Regions from separate parts of the Oryctolagus cuniculus genome. Here region 1 is linked to region 2. The links are chromatin contacts, called in public Micro-C maps. All regions are on one chromosome and are shown on one strand. The core of a region is the stretch at or near the end of the contact, and the rest is flanking DNA. Distances in the headings are between cores, read along the strand shown. Region 1 overlaps AUTS2 (activator of transcription and developmental regulator AUTS2). Region 2 overlaps AUTS2 (activator of transcription and developmental regulator AUTS2).

Region 1 (5,510 bases), core at 1,045-3,544, 84 kb before region 2:
GTACTAACATTGAGCATACACTTGTTAAATAGTAACTTTTTAATTTATGCAAAATAATGGAAGGTTATCTTCAGCTTGTGTCTCGTGAGGAGTCCCTACAGAGATAGTTGGTCGCTACCTGTAATATCTCAAGCAGTAGCTACTCAGACCCGCGGTTCAGGAAGAGGTAGGGTCTTTGCTGCAGCAGAATGGGGTTCTGAACATAGAGATGGACTCTCGTAATAGTCCGAGAGCATGTTAGTACTGGGTGAGACTTGGCGATGACCTAGTATTGCCTTAAAGTTGAGGAAACTGAGGCCCAATAAATCTAACAAGACCTCCCGAGTCAGCACAGGGCCAAAACTCAAACCTCCTCGCTGTTGGTATCACACATGACCTTGCATTTCAAGGACACTAACAGATATCAAGTGTGGCAACACGTCCATCTTGATTTTCCTTTGGAAGGCTGAAAAACGAAATGATGCCATAAGTCGGCTGTAGCTGGGTTAAGATGTATTTCTTCTGCTCACCTCTCTCTCTCTCTCTTTTTTTTTTTTAAATCAAAGGGTATATCCCCAAGAACAGGATCTGCAGGGACAGATTGCTTAGCCCCTCATGACTCTGCCCTGGTGGTGGGTCATTAATGGTGTAGAAAATGAGGGCAGTGCTGGGCGGGCAGACCAGGGTGGGGTGCATGTCTCTTTAAGAGATTTATGTGGAGGTCTGAGCTGGGGAGACAGCCCGGTGGTACATCATCATGCAGGCGACATCAGAGACTTTCTTCTTCGCTTGGGTGCATTATCATAAAAAGTGATTTAGACTGGAGCTGATTGATGCAAATGGCCCTATGTTCTTTCCTATCATTAGCGGCCTCTTTCAGTGGCCAGAGGCAGTGATTAAAGCTGTCATTTGGAGCTGCTCATTAAAGACAAGCCCCAGAATAGCAAGAGAAAAAAAAAAAAAGGTTGGAGAGGCATATATGTACATGTGTGTGTGTATTTTTTTTCCCTTAAAAGTACATCATCTCTTTCTCGATTGAGCCACTGAAATCAAGTCTGTAGAGACATTTCCGCTGAGAATATAGAATGCTCTTTTGCAAGTAATATTAGATTTTCAGAGTGTCACAGTAGATCCTGATGACAGCTTGCCTACATATTATGAAAGGAGATGAGGAGGGTATTGTGTTAGGTGTGTTTTGTTAGGGATTGACCCCAGTGAGAACTCATTAAGTCTCCCTCCTCCCGGGCTGGGGACTTCAGAGGCCAGCCCCCTGGGAGCAGGGGGAGGATTACTGAGGGAGTTCGGTCTCCTTCAGTCCCGCTGGGACAGCGTTGGCCCCAGGGATGGACCAGGAGTAAGGACACCAGGGAGGGGGCTCTTTGCTGAGCTGTCGCACACCCCAAGTGAAGGCTAAGGTAGTGGGTGGGGGGCCAATTAGGGGACCACGGAAGTGAACTTGAGGAAGAAGCCATCTTTGTTTCTTCGAAAAACCATCTACAAGCCAGAGATACATCAGCTGGCTACTCCGCGCATCCTCTTTGGCCAGTTGATGTTTTTAAGGCCAAAATCCCACCCAACCTTTATCCAAGCCACTCTGTAGCACGCCTCAGAAATTCCTCAGGGAGGAACAAAGAGAGAAGAAATTATCAATTTAATTTCTCAGTCTAATGACCTGGTCTTATACATAAAATTTCAAATTACTATTTTTTTTTTTTTATGAAAGTAGGGACCGACATCAGTTATGCAACCACTACCGTCTCCATGACAACGCCTTGGCTGTGACAGCTCACATGACTTCACACAGTCACAGGGCCTTGAAATGAAGCAAAGGAAAGTTTGACTTTGTCTTGTGTAATTTCGTGGCTCCCCGGGACTGCCGTGGCGGGGCTCTGCGGAGGCATGGGGGTTCTTTCTGCTGTGGGCAGTAAATAGCGGGAAAGGAATTAAAGGAGTTTGCACTGCCACGGGCAGGAACTGCCAATGTGGTACAGAGAAAGCTCCCTGCGCAGGCTGGGAGCCAGCTGCTGGCTTTGGAGGCGTGGCCTCTGTCCTCCCCCTGCCGCCCCGCCCACCCCGCCGTGGCCTTCCCAAGCTTAGCCCACCGTTTCAGAGCCTATTAGTACTGATGCCGGCCGTGATGCGCCTCTCCCCGGGGAGCAGGGGCGCAGAACTGAACAGAGTCACTGGTAATCTGTGCTTACAGCCGGCCCCCCGGGGAGAAAGCCCGGCCAGCTGGCACTGTCGTGCTGAGCGCATTCACTTCCCCTGGCAGGCCCCAGCCTGGCAGGGGCCCAGAGGCCAGCCGGCTGTAGGGCCAGCCTGCACCAGCACCCCAGGCGGCCGAGCCCTGGAACACATGCATTGTTGCCTGCCCTGCAGACTGGACACTGGCTGAACTCACGGCGCAGACATTGCAGCTCATCTGATTGGGCCTTTCCAGGCAGCCAGCGTGGCTCTCTAGAAACATAAGCCACGAGTGCTAGACAAAGAACAGTTGGCCGGCCGCATGGGGCTTTCAAGTAGGACCACTTCCCCTTTGTTTTTTCTGTGTCCCAGGCTCTCCGGTCAGTGACACCAGGAAAATTCCCCTGGTGTGTCTGCTGTGGATGATGGGGTAGGGTCGTGGGTGTCTGCGGTGACAGAGCTGCAGTGAGGTAGGCTAGAATTCTTGGATTTGCATATACACGTTGGAAAATGCCTGCAGGGAAAGAATAAACAGGCTGATCTTTGGATCCCAAACTTGATGGGTTTCCTGGCCCCAGCATACCTTCCCAACACTCCGACTGCTAGATACAATTCCATTGCAGTGAGAGTCCCTCCCTGGACCCAGAGGCCGGGGGCCCAGGGAGCAGGGTCCCGAGAGGTGTCCCTGGGAAGCACCATCTTCTGTCCACTCACTCACATTTGGGAAGAACGTAGTTTTCTCCGTGGACATTCCAAGCCTAGGAAGATTTTCCAGCCCTGCCTCCCAGAAAGTACGTGCTGTAAGATTTGTGCCTTTTTTTTTTTAAATGAGGAATAGCATGTATTCCACCCAGGAGCCATCCTTACACCATCATGTATGTGGTCCCTGGTTGACTTAGATGGAGGGCAACAGGTGTACAAGGTTCCTAATATAATGTTGGGGACAAGGCATGTGGACAGCGTGCTTAGAAACTTTTCTTTTACTGGAAGTTATTCATTAAAGGGATTTCTCCAAAAGGAAAAAGGAAAGAGGGCATGCATAAATTGCTTTCTGTATACCTTCTTCAAAATGTCCCTATTCCATTCATCAGACCTCAGTGCCAAACGTATTAGTAATAATAAGCAGTAATACTAGCAAGCACTTTCTGTGTGATGAGCCCTGGGCTGAACTCTCACTCGGGGGACTTCCTTCTGCAGCCAGTGCGGAGAGGGAGGTGTGGCCACGAGTCCCATGTGGCAGGGGAGGTTAGCAGGCTGAGAGCCTTCTCGGCGTCACAGAACTGCCACTTGGAGGGCCCAGGATCAAACCGTGGCACCGCTCTCCCTGCCTCACGGTTAAGGATGTATTTGTCTCCAACCCTAGACAGAGCTGGTGTGACTGCCAGTGGACTCCACGGGCCCTGCTGTGTGGCCTTGCACTAATGGTGGGATTGTCTGATGATTCTGAGCTCCATGAAGGCAAGGTCTGTGTGCGTTTTACATCCGCTTCAGCCCCCAGTCCCTGATACCGTGCCCTGCGCACCACAGATGCCCCGTATATGGTTGCCGAACGGAAAAACTGGAGAAATGTGGACTTGTTTTTAGGCTTGAGCCGTAGGACTTGTTGCAGGGAGGAAGTGGGGGGATTATGGGTTAAGGTCCCAGAGGAGACCTTAAGCAACAGAGTTAAGAGCAGAGAATTTTCTTTAGCAGAAACCAGGCCCTTCCTCCATGGAGACCGGCGGTGGGGAGAGAAAAGAGGATCCAGCACTCATGGGCTGTGTCACCCAGGGGTGCTTTCCGCCCCAAGGAGCAGAAAGCTTGACCAGCTGTGTCTGAATCGATGGCGGTGCCTGCTTCCTCGCCTGACTGTGAGAAAGCTGTGGTTAGGTGGCTTCTGGTGTTGCTTTAGCAGGGTAAAGACTAGCATCTTGAAGACTTCCCAGGCCTTTACCTCAAGGTCACACTGTGTCTGCTGTAGCTCCTAGCGTCACGTCTGCCTTCAAGGAGAAGTCCTTGCTGTTCTTCAGACACTGGGTTTATGCGCCACCTGCTCTGTGGGCCTAGAGGACTGAGTCACTCCTGCCCATGTGACCGTGGGTGCACGAGGTGGTGGGACCAGAGCCTTTGGTGAGCTTACCTTTCTTGGGATGAGTCAGAAGACGCTATGTGTGGGTCCTGAGAGACCCGGCGGAGGGCAGGGGAGGAGGCCGAGTGGGGAGGAGAAGGCTTGGGAGTTTTGTTAAGTTTGGGGTCACAAAAGTTTTTTTTAAGATGTATTCATTTATGTGAAAGTCAGAGTTACACAGAGAGAGAAGGAGAGGCAGAGAGAGAGAGAGAGAGAGGTTTCCATCCGTTGGTTCACTCCCCAATTGGCTGCAAGGCCGGAGCTGTGCCAATCCGAAGCCAGGAGCCAGGAGCTTCTTGCAGGTCTCCCACGCGGGTGCAGGGGCCCGAGGACTTGGACTGCTTTTCCAGGCCACAGCAGAGAGCTGGATTGGAAATGGAGCTGCTGGGACTCGAACCGGCACCCATTTGGGATGCCGGCACTGCAGGTGGTGGCTTTACCCGCTACACCACAGCGCCAGCCCTGCCACTAAAGTTTTGTGAACTGCATTTTTACTGATATTTTCGTGTTTTCCTATGCTTTGTTCTCAAGCTACATCCTCCCCTCCCCCACCCCCAGGAAATTTACCCATTGGCACATCACACAGAAATTTTCCTCAATGCCAGCAGACATTTTTGTCCATTATCTCCATTTAAAATGATTGTCTTTTATGCTCATGATCTCTCGGAAATTTATTCCATGAAGTAAGTTAACTTGGAAAATAGGGACATAAACCTAAGCAAAAATAAATTCCGCCAGAGCTTTATAGAAACCTTCATAGGAGGCTTTGAGATCAACAAGTTTGTAGATTTTTCTCCCTTGTTCACCAGCCTCTTACATCTACCAGGCTTCTCACTCGCCAGTTAGCGGGCAGCTCCTCGCTGGTCGGGAGAACAAGACACTAATGAGTCTGATGGTGGCTGGGGCTGGTCCCTTGAGACTGGAGCAAGGCCAGGTAGCCTGGGCTCGCTGCCTCCTTGGACAGGTCACTTTATCTCTGTGGGGCTGTAAGAGGAGGAGGCCTGCTGCTTTCAAAGTCCCTGACACTCTCTCAAACCCCTGTGAGTCCAGCTGAAGCCCCAGCAGGGCTGGCCACTGGCCAGCAGCCTCCCCGGAGCCCCCAGCACCTCGGGCTCTGCTTCCCATCTCAGTTCTCCTCTGACCCTCATTAGCCAACAGGAAGAACCAATTCCAAGAAGGGCCCCCTTCCCTCCATGTTGGATGTGTCCTGTTAAGAAGTTACGTCTGGGGCTGGTGTTGT
Region 2 (5,086 bases), core at 653-3,152:
GTGCACTGGCTGTGGCTGTTGCAACCTACCCCTGCTTTCCCTCTGCGGTGGCTTTTCCTGTTCACCAAGGAGGAACCTGCTCCGGCTGCAGATGTGTATCTAAAGCTCCGGCGGTTTTCTGTCCTCGGCGGTTTTCTGTCCTCGTATGGCCTGGTGGTACCTTTCCCCTAGTGGCTGTGGTTAGGAGAGAAAAGGAGACCAGCGTTCCACCAAGGGAGCCCACCAGGCAGGGCAGCGGGAGCTGGGTGGGTTCTGGTGGAAGCAGGGTGCAGGGGCCCACTGGGGGTCCATTTGTGGTCCTTTGGCCCATTGCACGAGGCGCTGCAGTGGATGATAAAGGAAAAGAAGGCAGAATACAACTGCTGCCCACATAGGAGGTGTGGGTCTTACTCTCATCCTTTGGTGGAAGGCAGGGGACCCAAGTGGGCTCCACTTTGTGGATGGGAAGTGTACCAACGGTAGAGGACTTGAGGAACTGGGAAGAGGGGAGGATTTCTAAATGTACTGGACTTCTCATAAACGCTGACCACCTGAGCGGTGGGGGCAGGGTTAGATGAAGACCCTTCTGTTTAATACCTAGACTGTGATCTTGTGCGCACGCCCACCCCCTCCCCAGGTGCCACAATGTAATCATCTTGTGCTAAGCGCCCCCCCCCCGAGTGCCAGGACTCTGACATATCTGACTCCCATCGACCCCTCACAACTGCCCAGTGAGCCAGCTTTTTGCAGATGTGACCGGCCTAGCCGCAGTTCACCCCCGGGCCGCGGGCCTAGTGGCCTTTCCCTGCCACGGCGACCGCGGGGAAGGCGCGGAGGTTTGCAGTTCCCGCCGCGCATCCGCCCGCGGGGAAGGCAGCCTCGGGGCCCAAGGGCCTGAGCGGCGCGGGGAGCAACAGCTGTCCATGTCGCGCCCGGGGACTGCGCCCCCGCGGGGCCGACCCGGCGCCGGGGCCGAGAGGAGGGGCGGCGCGGGGCGGGGCGCGCGGGGCGGGGCGGCACGGAGGAGGGGCGGTGGCACGGGCGGCTCGGGCTCCGCGCGCCGAGGAAGTCCCGCTCCGAGATCTGCGAGCGTCTGGAAGAGGCGCGCTCGGCGCAGTCGGGGAGCGAAGTCTGGAGCCCGGCGCCCCCTCCCTCCCGCCGCCGCCGCCGCCCCCTCCTGCCACCGTCCAGCCCGGGAGCCCGCGGCGCCGGCGGCGGCCGCCGATGGAGTTCACTTGAGCCGTGAAGCGGCGGGAGAAGCAGGCGCCCGCCAGCGGAGCTCGGGCCGGAGCTGAGCCAGCCCCGGGCGCTCGCCCACCTGCCCGCGAGCTCTGGCCAGCAGGCGCCGGCGGCCCCGCGCAGCCCGCCCGGCGCCCCGGCCGCTGCAGCGCCTCCCGCCGCCTCGCGCCGGCGAGGTCGACACAAAATCAAAGACTCCCGGAGCGTCCCCCTCCAGCGCCGCTGCGACGGCGGCGGGCCCGGGACCAGCCAGCCCGCGGCGCTGCTGGAGAGGCGGGACCCGCTGTCGGGGAGCCCGAGGCGGCCGCCGGGGAGCAGCCGCCGCCGCCGCCGCCGCGCGCCCTCCTCCTCCTCCTTCTCCTCCTCCTCCTCCTCCCTCCTCCCTCCCTCCGCACATGGTCTCCTTTGTCCTGTCGCCGCCGCCGCCGCCTCGCTCCTAGCTCCGCGCGCCGCGGCGGCGGCTCGGGCCGCACCTCTCCACCTCGCCCGCCAGCTTCCCGGCCCGGGACGCGCCTCGCGAGCCCCCCGCCGCGCCGCCCGGCCCCGTGCGCCGCAGGAGCGGCAGGGAGGCAGCCGGCGAGCGCGGGCCGGGCGCCCTCCCGCCGCCCGCCTGGACTCGGCCGCACTGGATGTGTGCGCGCGGCGCTGGCTCTCGGCCGCCCGAAGGCTGCTGCGACTCCGGTTCGGATTTGGTTCGCTTGCATCCGCTCTCAGACTTTGGCGAGGAAGACTCTTGGCGGACCGAGCCGGGTTGGAGTTGGGCGTTTTCTCTCCGTGCGCTTTGGTGTTTTCCCCCTGGTTTCTGATGATCACCCATCGAGAGCCCTGCCAAGGACCCAAACCATGAACTTGGGGCTGACAGGACCGCTTAACCCTTTGCGACCAGGTAATGCAGCCCCCGGGGGCGCGGCTCGCTCGCCGCCCTCGGTCGGAAGCGAGGCGGCTGGGTCGGGGGTCTTTTGTTGCGGCGGCCAGGCCCGCGGGCAGGGGTGGCAGGGGCGGGCTCCTCGCGTCTGGCGCGCCCGAGCCCCCTCCGTCCCCCTCCTCCTCCTCTCCCTGCCCCCCCCCCCCCCTCGGCGGCCCCGTCGCCGCCTTTGTACTTTCCTTCCTCGGCCGGCCGGGCTTGGCCCGGGAGCGGTGGCGCGGGGCCCGGAGCAGCGCGGTGGTGCCCGGGAGGGCCCAGGGGCCGGAGGCGAGTCCAGCGGGGCTCTGCCGGATCCGGGACCGGGCCGGGTCGAGGCCTGCGCCCGCCCGCCGCGGGCTGGGGGCCCCGGGGCGCTGCACGGCTGGCTGGTGTCCGGGGTCGGGGGTCGGGGTCCCAGTCGGCACGCGGTGCCGAGGGAAGCAAAAGGGAATCCGGGCTCGGATCGGCAGCTGGTCAAGGAAGTCGTGCTTAAGTTTCGAGAAGGTTTCTCTTCGCCTGTTCGAAAGTCCCTCTTGCAGCCGGGGCGGGGGCGGGGGGCGGCCCTCGGGGTCTGCATCCGGAGGGGATGGAGGTGGCCGGGCTCTGCGCCCAGGGCTTTCTCACTCCCTTCGCCCGCCGCGTTTCCTTTGGCTAGTCGGCTTGACTGAACTTTTCCGCAGACGCCAACTACGCCTTGCAGTGTTTTTTTTTTTTTTTTTTTTTTTTTTTTTTAATTATGAAAAGCTAAAAGAGAGCTTTGTTTCTCTGTCAATCCTCGATGCAGTCTCTCCGTGCCCTTAACGCTCCGACACCGAGCGAGGGGCAAAGAGCAAAAAAGGCCAAAGAAAGCGTCAGGTCCGCGGCGGGTCCAGGCGCCCCGCGCTCGCCTGCAGATTCGGCTCCGCGCGCCCTTCAGCCCTTCCCGATTCAACAGAAAAAGAAAAAAAAATAAATAAATAAAAATACAGGTAATAGGAGGAAATGCAGAATTTAAAAAAAATAGCGTAATGGATATGGAAACGTCCCCAAGATGAAGAGCCGAGGAGGCAGATAATTGGTACAAATATTTTGGAGGCTTAACTAGAAGGGAAGTTCATTGAGGAAAAGCAGAGGGGGATATCCGTGTGGCTTCCACTGAAGACCCTCCGCGAAGGAGCGCCTGTCCGACCCCTGACTGCGCTCTGGGCGCGCTCCTGAATCCATTATTAAGTGCAACCAAAGTCGCGGCGCCGACTCCTCTTGGGGAGTTTGAGCTTGGAGGCCTCCTGGAGCCGCCCTCTGCCCCCCGTTGCAGGCGGCGTCATTTCTAGCTTTGTGACACCTATCAGTGAATTAAAGGGCCCAGGACGCTTTTGCTAGAACACATGCTCCCAAGCCAGACCCATTTCCTCAATAACTTCACTGCTTGGCACGGTGGGAATCACATCCTCGGGTTTGCTTGGGGACGTCAGGATCACTTCACTGTCTGGTGACACTACCTTGCCGAGCCCCAGCGGAGCTGACAAAGGTGGCACTCCCGAGGAGGAAGGCCTGCGCGCCCGCAGCCTCCGAGCAGAGCTGTACCTTCCTGGTGCACACACACTCTCTGTGCAAATGCAAACTTCCCTTCCCCTGCCTATCTCTGCCTTTTGCATTGAGTGGACAGTAATTTGTTTTCCTTTCTTCGTGCCACTTAGACCTGCTTTTTTTTTTTTTTAATAAGTAATCCCTAAATGGTTGCTTCAGTTTGGTAAAATGATTTCATAAGCACTTTTTCTTTCACAAATACCAGCTTGAGTTTAATTTTTAAACCATGAATGTAACAGTTATTCTAAGAATACTTTTCTGAGGGATACTTTTTTTTTAATTGAAGAATGGTGAAATATTCATCTAGAAGTTTTTAGCTGGAAAACTCTGATTCCTAGAAATCTTAGTTAATATATCAGTATAGCGGCGCCATTGGTGTAATTTTTGGCTTTTTTAACTCAGCATTCGTTTGCCATTTCATCTATAACGCGTTTCTCCCTGCCCATGCAGCACTCTCTGTGGTTTGTTTTTTAGGAAAAGCTACTAAAATACATACTTTTATTTACTTTAGTTCAAGACATCAGGAAAGAAGGCCTTCAGTGTTTTGTTGTTGTTGTTTTAATTCCTGCAAAGTAGGAGGGAAAAAAAAAATCTATGAAGGATTTATTTTGAAACGTGTATAAATGCATGCAGTTTAATACTTGTTTGGCACATCCATTTTTTCTCTCGATCTGTTTATGTTTGGAGCCAACTCTCCAGAAGGCAGATCAGAATTAAAATAAAGAGGAACGTAGCAGTAATAAAAATACTTTGTGTCTTTCTCTATTACTTGCATTGAGGACTAGAACTCACCCCCCACCATGTGCATGGGAGTATTCCATCTTGGTCACTCTAAGGTAGAAGACTCAACTGAATATCTCCTTTGTCCCCAAAGCCATCTCCAGAGTCCGAATACGCTGTAGTTTGGATACCCCCCAACCCACTGCCTACATTTCTGTCTCCCGTATTTATTCGACATTCTATGCTTTGCTTTGTCAGGATATGCATCTCTGTGTGTATAGTGTGACAGAGAAGTGATGTCTTGCAGAGATGTCTAGCAAAAGCAGCATCAATACAGCTGAGCCATTGTAACCTGAAATGCAGAGGGACCTGCGAATTACATAGCTGGGGATACCTAATTTTTAATCTTCCAAGTTCTAGAAATATCCAGTGTTTCTGAAACATCACAGCAGTTTCCTCCAAACCGACTTTGTATTTATTCTCCACAACCTGAGTGCATCATTTGAATTGGCTTTAGCCTTGCTGTTTAAACAGGCTTATTTCCCCCTCGTGAAGCCGCTGGTGTAATTAGACAGGGTCTCTAGAAGATGGAAAGGCAACAACGCTGGAAGCAGGCATGGTGGCCGGTGTGCGGGCAGGCTCGGCAGCTCACAGCCCTGTGAACACCAAGGCTGTCCT

What was found. Hi-C and Micro-C count contacts between places; a contact is called where the count stands out from the background.
Region 1: a Micro-C map of ear pinna shows a contact between it and region 2, with 4 times the contacts expected there. The contact joins two enhancer-like sites. A contact is called at or near these places in 3 of 6 Hi-C or Micro-C datasets (ear pinna, psoas muscle and skin fibroblasts).

The regions. Positions count from the first base shown.
Region 1 is chr19:46,858,430-46,863,939 of mOryCun1.1, reverse strand. The region is part of intron 5 of AUTS2 (activator of transcription and developmental regulator AUTS2); the gene reads left to right. Among named protein-coding and RNA genes, the nearest start is that of GALNT17, 410 kb to the right of the region's middle. Within about 2 kb of position 2,294, at least 4 of the 8 cell types and tissues checked have an H3K27ac peak or open chromatin away from gene starts, as enhancers often do. A contact at or near this core is called in ear pinna, where this site is marked.
Region 2 is chr19:46,774,582-46,779,667 of mOryCun1.1, reverse strand. All of the region lies in intron 5 of AUTS2 (activator of transcription and developmental regulator AUTS2), which reads left to right. Among named protein-coding and RNA genes, the nearest start is that of GALNT17, 330 kb to the right of the region's middle. Within about 2 kb of position 1,902, at least 5 of the 8 cell types and tissues checked have an H3K27ac peak or open chromatin away from gene starts, as enhancers often do. A contact at or near this core is called in ear pinna, where this site is marked.